2 separate regions of the Mus musculus genome follow, and region 1 is linked to region 2. A link is a contact called in public Micro-C data. All regions are on one chromosome and are shown on one strand. Each heading gives the region's core, a stretch centred on a gene start, on an enhancer-like site or on the middle of the called end of the contact. The rest is flanking DNA. Distances are from core to core; before and after follow the strand shown.

Region 1 (4,380 bases), core at 1,399-3,898, 180 kb before region 2:
TGGAAAAAAAGATGGCTTTGTTTGTTTGTTTGTTTGTTTGTTTGTTTGTTTCAAGACAGGGTTTTCAAGACAGGGTTTCTCTGTGTAGCCCTGGCTGTCCTGGAACTCAGAAATCCACCTGCCTCTGCCTCCCAAGTGCTGGGATTAAAGGTGCACACCACTACCGCCCAGCAAGACAGCATTTTCAACAAATGGTTCTGGTTCAACTGGCAGTCAACATGTACATGCATGCACATTGATCCATTCTTATCTCTTTGTACAAAGCTCAAGTTCAAGTGGATCAAGGACCTCTACATAAAACCAGATACACTGAATCTAATAAAATAGAAAGTGGGGGAGACCCTCAAACACATGGGCACAGGGGAAAAGTTCCTGAACAGAACACCAATAGCTAGTTCTCTAAGATCAAGAATTGACAAATGAGACTTCATAAAATTGCAAAGCTTCTGTAAGGCAAAGGACACTGTCAATTGGAAAAATTGTCAACCTACAGACTGGGAAAAGAACTTTACCAATCCTACATCTGACAGAGGGCTAATATCCAATATATAAAAAAGAACTCAAGAATTTAGCCTCTAGAGAACCAAATAACTCTATTAATAATGAGGTACAGAGCTAAGTCAAAGAATTCTCAATTGAGGAATACTGAATGGCTGAGAAACACCTAAAAAATGTTCAACATCCTTAGTTATCAGGGAAATGCAAATCAAAACATCCCTGAGATTCCACCTCACTCCAGTCAGAATGGCTAAGATCAAAAACTCTGGTGACAGCAGATGCTGGCAAGGATGTGGAGAAAGAGGGACACTACTCCATGCTGGTGGGATTGCAAGCTGGTATAACCACTCTAGAAATCAGTTTGGCGGTTCCTCAGAAAATTGGACATACTACTACCTGAGGACCCAGATATACCATATACCCAGAAGATGCTCCAACATATAATAAGGACACATGCTCCACCATGTTCATAGCAGCCATATTTATAATACCCAGAAGCTGGAAAAAAAACCCCAGATGTCCCACAGCAGAGAAATGGGTACAGAAAATGTGGTACATTTACACAATGGAATGCTACTCAGCTATTAAAAACAATGACTTCATGAAGTTTGCAGACAAATGTGTGGAACTTGAAAACATCGTCCTGAGTGAGATAACCCAATCACAAAAGAACACACATGGTATGCACTCACTAATAAGTGGATATTAGCCCAAAAGTTAATACCCAAGATAAAATTCACAGACCATATGAAGCTCAAGAAGAAGGAAGACCAAAGTATAGGTGATTCAGTGCTTCTTAGAACAAAGGGGGAACAAAATACTCACAAGAGGAAATAGGAAGACAAAGTGTGGAGCAGAGACTGAAGAAAAGGCCATCCAGAGACCGCCCCACCTGGGGATTCATCCCATATACAGTTACCATATCAGACACGATTGTGGATGCCAACAAGTGCTTGCTGACAGGAGCCTGATATGGCTATCTCATGAGAGGCTCTGTCAGAGTCTGACAAATACAAAGATGGATGTTCTCAGCCAACCATTGGACTGAGTGAGTGATTCCCCCATGGCGGAGTTGGAGAAGGGACTGAAGGAACTGAGGGGAGGGGGTTGCAGAACTATGTGGGGAGCAACAATGTCAACTGGCCAGAAGCCCCCTCCCCCAGAGCTCCTGGGGACTGGACCACCAACCAAAAAGTACACATGGAGGGACCCAGGGCTCCAGCCACATATATTGCAGAGGGTGGCCTTGTTGGACATCAGTGGAAGGAGATGCCCTTGGGCCTGTCGGTGTTCGATGCCACAGTGTAGGGGAAGGCCTGAGCAGGAAGGCAAGAGTGGGCCGGGGTGGGGGGAGCATCCTCATAGATGCAGGGGGATAGAGGAGGGGAAAGGGGTTTCTGCCGTAAACCAGTCGGCCCCCCTCAATCTGCAGGAGAAATTAGGGTTCCAGACAGGTGGGCAAGGAGTTGGCGATGAAAAGAGTGACAAACAGACACAAAGGAGTGCTGTATCTGGATGCAATTTGTCAAAGTGAGCATCAGTCTTATATATTACAGAAAACAGAGAAGTTAAGTGATACATTAAGGCCATCCAAGGTACATTGAAGTTATCTGATGCAAAATTACTTTTACAACAAAACAGAAGACTGCATACTAAAAGCTAACAGGAACCAATTGTTCAAAAGCAGCCCCACCTAAGGTCAGTTTAATCTTAGCAGCCAGGGTCAAGGGCTTCACACCCTTGCCTTAGTTCCAATTCTAGTCTATTGTATAGTCCACCTCCCCCCTAGGCCATTGTAAATTCCTGTGTATGGGTGTAACTCAGCTATCTATAGTTCTAAGTACTTACTCTAGTTCCTTCTTAGACCACAACCTTCCTTCTTCCTAGGTCATTGTAAATTCTTGCATATGGGAGTAACTTGGCTATTATTCTAAGTGATTGTGTGGGGGGACTTTCTCCTAATAAGTAGTGTAGTCTGCCATATACTACAATATAATAAGAATTCTAAACTTACTTTGCTCAGCTTGCCCTGAGATTTCTAACTCTATGTAGTAGATAGTAATGCCTGATTTCTTTTCACTATTTCTCTTATAATACTACAGGCAATTCTGAATGTCACTGAATAGGCAACATTCTTACTGAATTCCAAGCCCAGGGTTGGCTCAAGGACTACCTAGGGCATTGGTGAAGGCCAGGAAGCAAAGTTCGATTTTGCTTAGGTATATGGCAAGTCATTGCTTGGAGGCACCTATAACAAAACAATACTGAAAGAAAGCACACAGATCCATTCGTAAGGAAAAGTTTGGCTCATTTGTTATATGGTATGCCACAGTTCCAGGAGACTACGTTTCCATGAATTTTTCGCCTCAGGACTGTGTCCAGTTTTCTAGGCCTGCCACGCGAGTCACTACTGGAGTGGATGTAGCAGGTCTCTGGAGAGGAGACCTGGAAAGGGAATAACATTTGAAATGTAAATAAAGAAAATATCTAATAAAAGGAAGAGAAAGGAAGGAAGGAAGGAAGGAAGGAAGGGAGAGGAAGGAAGAGAGAGGAGAGAGAGAGAGGAGAGAGAGAGAGGAGAGAGAGAGAGAGTCTTTATCTGAAACTCATTTAAACAACTCCTACATACAAAATTAGCTGACTGTTCTAGTCACAGCAGGGTTGCCCAGGTAGGCTTTAACTGGCTCTGCCTTCCTTTCTTCCTTTCAGTAGCTTGGCTCCCATCTTCAGGTTGGCCACTTTCTGCCTATGCTGGGTTCTCCAGGAGTCTTCACAAAATCCTTCATGAAGTTGGACCTCTTCCTTCCAGTAACCACAGAGAGAGTATGTGACTTAAACTGTCCATATCAGCAGAAAATGAAGACAACAAACTAAAAATATTTGCTTAGACTCACAAGTCTTTCCTAGGTAGCTTTGACTAGCATCTCCCCACAGAGAGAGAGAGAGAAAGAGAGCAAGAGAGCTCTGACTCACATTCTGGACTCCATTCTATTTTAAACTCTTTAAGCTAGATGTATTTATGTATTTCTACAACTCATCTACTGTTCTTAGTTCACATCCAAGGTGAAGTTCAAGTTAACACTTAAAGTAAGCTTGGCCTGAGTGGCCGTTGTCCCCATCTCTATACACCCTGGCAAACAATCCTTTGGAGATACAATGGAGTTCTGAATTAGAAGAGACAGGTTTAAGCTATGACTACCATTTACCCTGGGTAGCCATTGGCACATTCCTAATGTCTGTGAGCCTCAGCTTTCCTATGTGTAAATGAAGATAATCAGAGACATATTGCTATATCTTGTGTGTGATTAAAAGGTATGATAATAACTGTGAGATATTCTCATAGGGCTCAGAACATCTCTTCTGATTTTGAAGCTTTTTTTCTTTTACTGCCTATACTCTCAATCAGTTCTTTTTCCATCCAAGAAATCTTTCAAGTAGTTAGATAGAAAATAGAGCTCATGCCAAGTGCTAACACCTGACTGTGCACATTTCTAGGTCCTGTGATAACTATGTCAGGTGCTTCAAAGCTAAGAAATTCTGAAAATCAACATCATCTTGTGAAGGAAAGAGAAAGATCATATCAAAGAGTAATAACACTTAGTTTGCCAGTGCCTGACAAATACAGAGGTGGATGCTCTCAGCCAACCATTGGACTGAGCATAAGGTCCCCAATGTAGGAGCTAGAGAAAGGACCCAAGGAGCTGAAGAGGTCTGCATCCCCATAGGAGAAACAACAATATGAATGAACCAGTACCCCCAGTGCTTCCAGGGATTAAACCACCAACCAAAGAGGGCCATGGAGGGACCTGTGGCTCCAGCTGCATAAGTAGCAGAGAATGTCCTTTTTGGACATTAATAGGAGGAGAGGTACTTGGTCCTGTG
Region 2 (4,175 bases), core at 1,256-3,755:
AAAGAAAGTGCTCACCTAAATGAATTTGAAAGCATTTTAGCACTTGTACTTGGTATTCTCTAGTAACTACCCATCACCAGTCCCCAACAGAGCAGTTTACACGTCTGTTCAAGGATAGGTAGTTGACATAAACCCTCCACACTCTCTAGAGGAAGGACTAGGTTCAGAAGTGCAGATGATACTACTGACTTCATGGTGATAAAACAGGCTGCAAACATGTCACACGGCTCATAAAAGGTGTTACACTGCCTCTGTTCAGAACCTGACATTAAGAAAATATCTTAAGACAGGCCTGATATGTCCATAGGTAAATTATTGCCTTGTCGTATACTTTCATTTTGGGTTTTGTGATGGAATGTATATATGTATGTATATATTTATTTATATATATGCAGATTTTCAAATCTGGAAAGCACACTAAAAATTCATCTTAATATCAGTGCTATTCCAGAACTGCCATGTGGTTTCATTATTTCTTTCTATTTTACATATTTAACCCTCTGGTGTAATGTGTAAAATATGTAAAACCTTTCTATTTTACATATTTAACCCTAAACACATAAATTCAGTCAGTTTAGTAGCTTCTGATCTGAATAATCCCTAAGCTCTTGAATTCTGAGTTCTGTGATTATATTCAAGACAACAGGCTCTAGATCATTTTTAGAGAAGTTAGTTCTAAATTAAGCCCTTCAAATTAGAGACTTCAGACCGATCTGCTTTAGTTTGCTTGAATAAAATTTGTCTAATCAGAATAAGATCCAAAAGGAAAGAGAACCAAGATAAAAGTATAGTTAAATCCCAAAATACTATTAAAAGGTATTAACTTGAGTTAATTTCTTGACTTAATCGATAAAACTAAAGATACTAAAGTTTCTTCCACAAATTTGTATAAAACAACTTACATGAGGGATTTTTTTTTCAAATTGAGATTTGAAAAAAATTTTAAGAAATTTCTTTCTGTCCCACATTAATTATAACGATTTCATCCTAGTATTGAAATTCAGTCATCATGTGGTTCTTCCTACTACAGCAAACGCCATGGTTAATATGCTAAGCTGACGTGGGACAGACACCTGTGTTAAATCTGGTGGGGGGGGGGGTACAGGTTTGTGTGAGGTAGGATGCATTTGACTCACATTCGCAGTGGTATCTACATAGAAAGCAGTTGGATAATGTCTGCCAGACCTAAAGCTATGCTTACCTCTCACCTCTTGCTCTGGACCAAGCTACCAATAGACAGCCAAACTGAGAGCACATTTACAGTCATAGATTAAAAACATCGAAGCTAAATAAAATAGAGAACACAACCAACAAACAAAAATGACCTAAGTGTGTATCAGTACATAGGTAGTTAAATAAATCATGATGTAGTCCACATAATGAAATGCTGTGAAGCGGTTATTTTAAAAAAGAGGTAAATTCCAAGTACTGAATTGAAATGTATTCTAATAATTTACTTCATGTGTGAATCAAAGCAAGAGCTCTGTAAGCTCATATCTTTGCAAGTTAAAGAAAGCTCTATAAAAGTTTGTGCTTGTACAAGCATTTCGTTTTCCTCCCCCCCCCCCGCAAAAAAATAAGGTTAACATGGTTCCGTGGTGCAGAAGAATCGTCAGAGGGGATTGAGAAGCCATAGTTAATAGTACCTTGCCATTTCATAAAAGCCCTTCCTTTCTTACTATCTCAAGGCTAATGATTTTCTAGGCGTCCAATAGCCTGCCTCTACCCTTCAGAGTGGCCGCAGTATCAGCATCAAATAGTGAGTGCAACTTTCTAATAGGTCAGAACATCCAGAGAACTGAGAGCTAGAAGCCCCCATCACAGCGGGACCTCCCTTTCTCACTAGGTATCTCCTTGTGGAGTCCCCAATAGGACTCGCTGCAGGGCTTGCCTCCTTGTCTCCAATTTGAAGTGCTGAGTTCTCTTTTTCACTTTTAGATAAAAATGCTTCTCCATCCCAACACACTTGTTGGATCGCTGAGTACCAGATTCTCAGCTGCAGCAGTTCCACTTCAGCTCAAACGAAAAATCTACTTAAACGTTGAAAAGGGACTTCACGCACTCCAAATTTATCCTGGCTTTATGGATTTCAATTCTGTAAAACTTCAAAAGTACTTCAGGGGAACATCTTCTCTGGCACCAATCCATCCCCTGGCAAGATGGAGTTATGCAAACAAGAAAGCAAAATAGAGGACCACAGCTAGCAGTTACAGGTGCTGTGTACCCTGATACTGTCTCCTGCCATTTCCATGTTCCGTGCTTCATAAACTTGAGTGTGAAAGCAGCAGAATACTGAACGAAAGGAAATTTCCAGCCTCCCACCTTTCACAATGCCCCAGCATGCTCCAGACCACCGATTCCCCAGTACCTTAAAGGATTCCTTGGAGCAGTCCATGTCTTCCCCGACGCCGCGATAGACAACGCCCTGGACCTCCTTCCTTTCCTCCGGGAGCAGAATCCTCCTCAAGCCGCGCTTCATTGACTCCACCTGGACGCCGGCTGGCGCAGCAGCTCTCCACAAGGCGGCACCTAGGGACAGGGCACCGGAAGCTGCAGCCGGACTTGGGACCTACAACTAAGCTCTGCTGGAGAGATCCCTGCAGCTATAGCCCCATTCTGCCTGCAGGGTAGGAGGGAACTTTTGCAAAGAGTTTTCCGAGCCTGGGCTACTTGTAGAGGAAGTAGCAGGCGGGGCTCTGGAGACAAAAAAAAAAAAAAAAAAAAAAAAAAAAAAAAAAAAAAACGAACCTAGTGGGCATCTGCCCCAGACTCTCCCCTTTAGGGAAATCACAGAGCAATTGCAAATTGAGGCAGATTCAGCAAATTTATTAAAATAAAAACAACCCCTCATAGTGGCCAGGGAGGCAGGAGTGGACAAGAGAGAAAGGTCGGGGTAGGGCGAGAGAATATAATCTGCAATTTTTAGTAAAATCTTCCCCCATTTGGACGTCCAGAAGTTCGACTGGGAATATAGCTCAGTCTGTGAAGTGCTTACCCAACCTTCAGGAAGTCCTGCGCACCATCTCCATTACATAAAACCAGGCATAATAGTGTGATCCCGCGAGCAATCCAACAGGCTGTAAGCCTGTACTTGGGACGTGGGGCTAGGAAGATCTGAAATCCAAGGTCATCCTGGACTGCGTGGCAAGTTTGAGTTCAGCCTGGACTACATGAGATTGGCTCAATAAGACAAAATCCCTAGGGCTGTTCCGCCCCTGCCCACCTCCCGGGAGGTTAGGGTGAGGGTGCTCTTGAATTATCAGAAGTATGATTTTCAGCAAATTTTCTCTTCCCAGTTGTCAGGATGAAGTGAATACCTCTTAGAATTGAGACTAGCCTGAGTCGCTTTGTATCTCAGACCGCATTTCCTGTAGATAAAAGCATTCATCTGCCTTAAGCCTTGACGTTTAAGATAGTTAATAAAATGGTTGTTTTTTCATTATGGTTAATAAAATAGCAGGTTAAATAGAAGCTGCAGTTTATCTGCGGAGGGTTTGTTGGTAGCATTGTTTGAGGGCTTTATCTTTCTGAGTCTGCCCTGAATTCACATCTCCACAGCATAGGTGTATACCATGGACAAAGAAGGGTATTCTGCTCCATCCAATAGTCCTGCAGCTAGCCATGAGGCTAGACACAGCACAGGGAGTCTGTGCAACTGCGGCTGCTGTTTGTCCTTGGCGAGATCGCAAATGGGTTGAGTTTGCAAAGAACAGAATTTTGGTTTACCAAACTGAGCCATTTTAAGGTTCTAGAGTATTCGATTCACACGTAACACAGATCACCACCACCAAACCCTAAAACCCACAAAAAACAGGGACACAACACTGGGCTGCATCCAGGAAAGCGTGGAGAATTGAATTACATCGGGCTGAATTTAGGAATGAGTCTAATGTGCTGATTGACACCGAGGAATCATGAAAAGGCCTGCTGTACAAATCTTATTGATACAGTAAGCTGTGACCAATGGAAGCCCTGCAGTGGGGATGATGTTGAGTGTAACACCAGTACCTGAGAGGAGACAGCTGGAAAATTTGAGTGGAGAATGCAGATATTGAAGTTTACCACTCTCAACTTTCTTCACACTAACAGGTAGCATGAGAGAGATGGGCTCCCTGTAAAGGAGGTGTTTGGAGTAATTCCTATGAGAAATCTAACTGAAGAAAGGAAAGGTTATG

Evidence for each region. A called contact is a pair of places that touch in the nucleus more often than the background predicts.
Region 1: a contact with region 2 is called in a Micro-C map of embryonic stem cells, with 3 times the contacts expected there. The contact joins the enhancer-like site here to the promoter of Trpa1 in region 2. A contact is called at or near these places in 8 of 39 promoter capture datasets (the C10 cell line, cranial neural crest, embryonic stem cells and 2 more), 5 of 484 Hi-C or Micro-C datasets (CD8 T cells, Th1 cells and embryonic stem cells) and 2 of 115 datasets of contacts at active chromatin or transcription factors (both in embryonic stem cells).

What each region holds. Positions count from the first base shown.
Region 1 is chr1:14,741,048-14,745,427 of GRCm38.p6, forward strand. No RefSeq gene overlaps it. Among named protein-coding and RNA genes, the nearest start is that of Msc, 13 kb to the right of the region's middle. Within about 2 kb of position 2,649, at least 10 of the 459 cell types and tissues checked have an H3K27ac peak or open chromatin away from gene starts, as enhancers often do. A contact at or near this core is called in embryonic stem cells and trophoblast stem cells, where this site is marked.
Region 2 is chr1:14,916,357-14,920,531 of GRCm38.p6, forward strand. Trpa1 (transient receptor potential cation channel, subfamily A, member 1) reads right to left here and starts at 2,506. Exons shown (of 26, transcript NM_001348288.1): 1 at 2,369-2,506. The coding sequence starts at 2,479.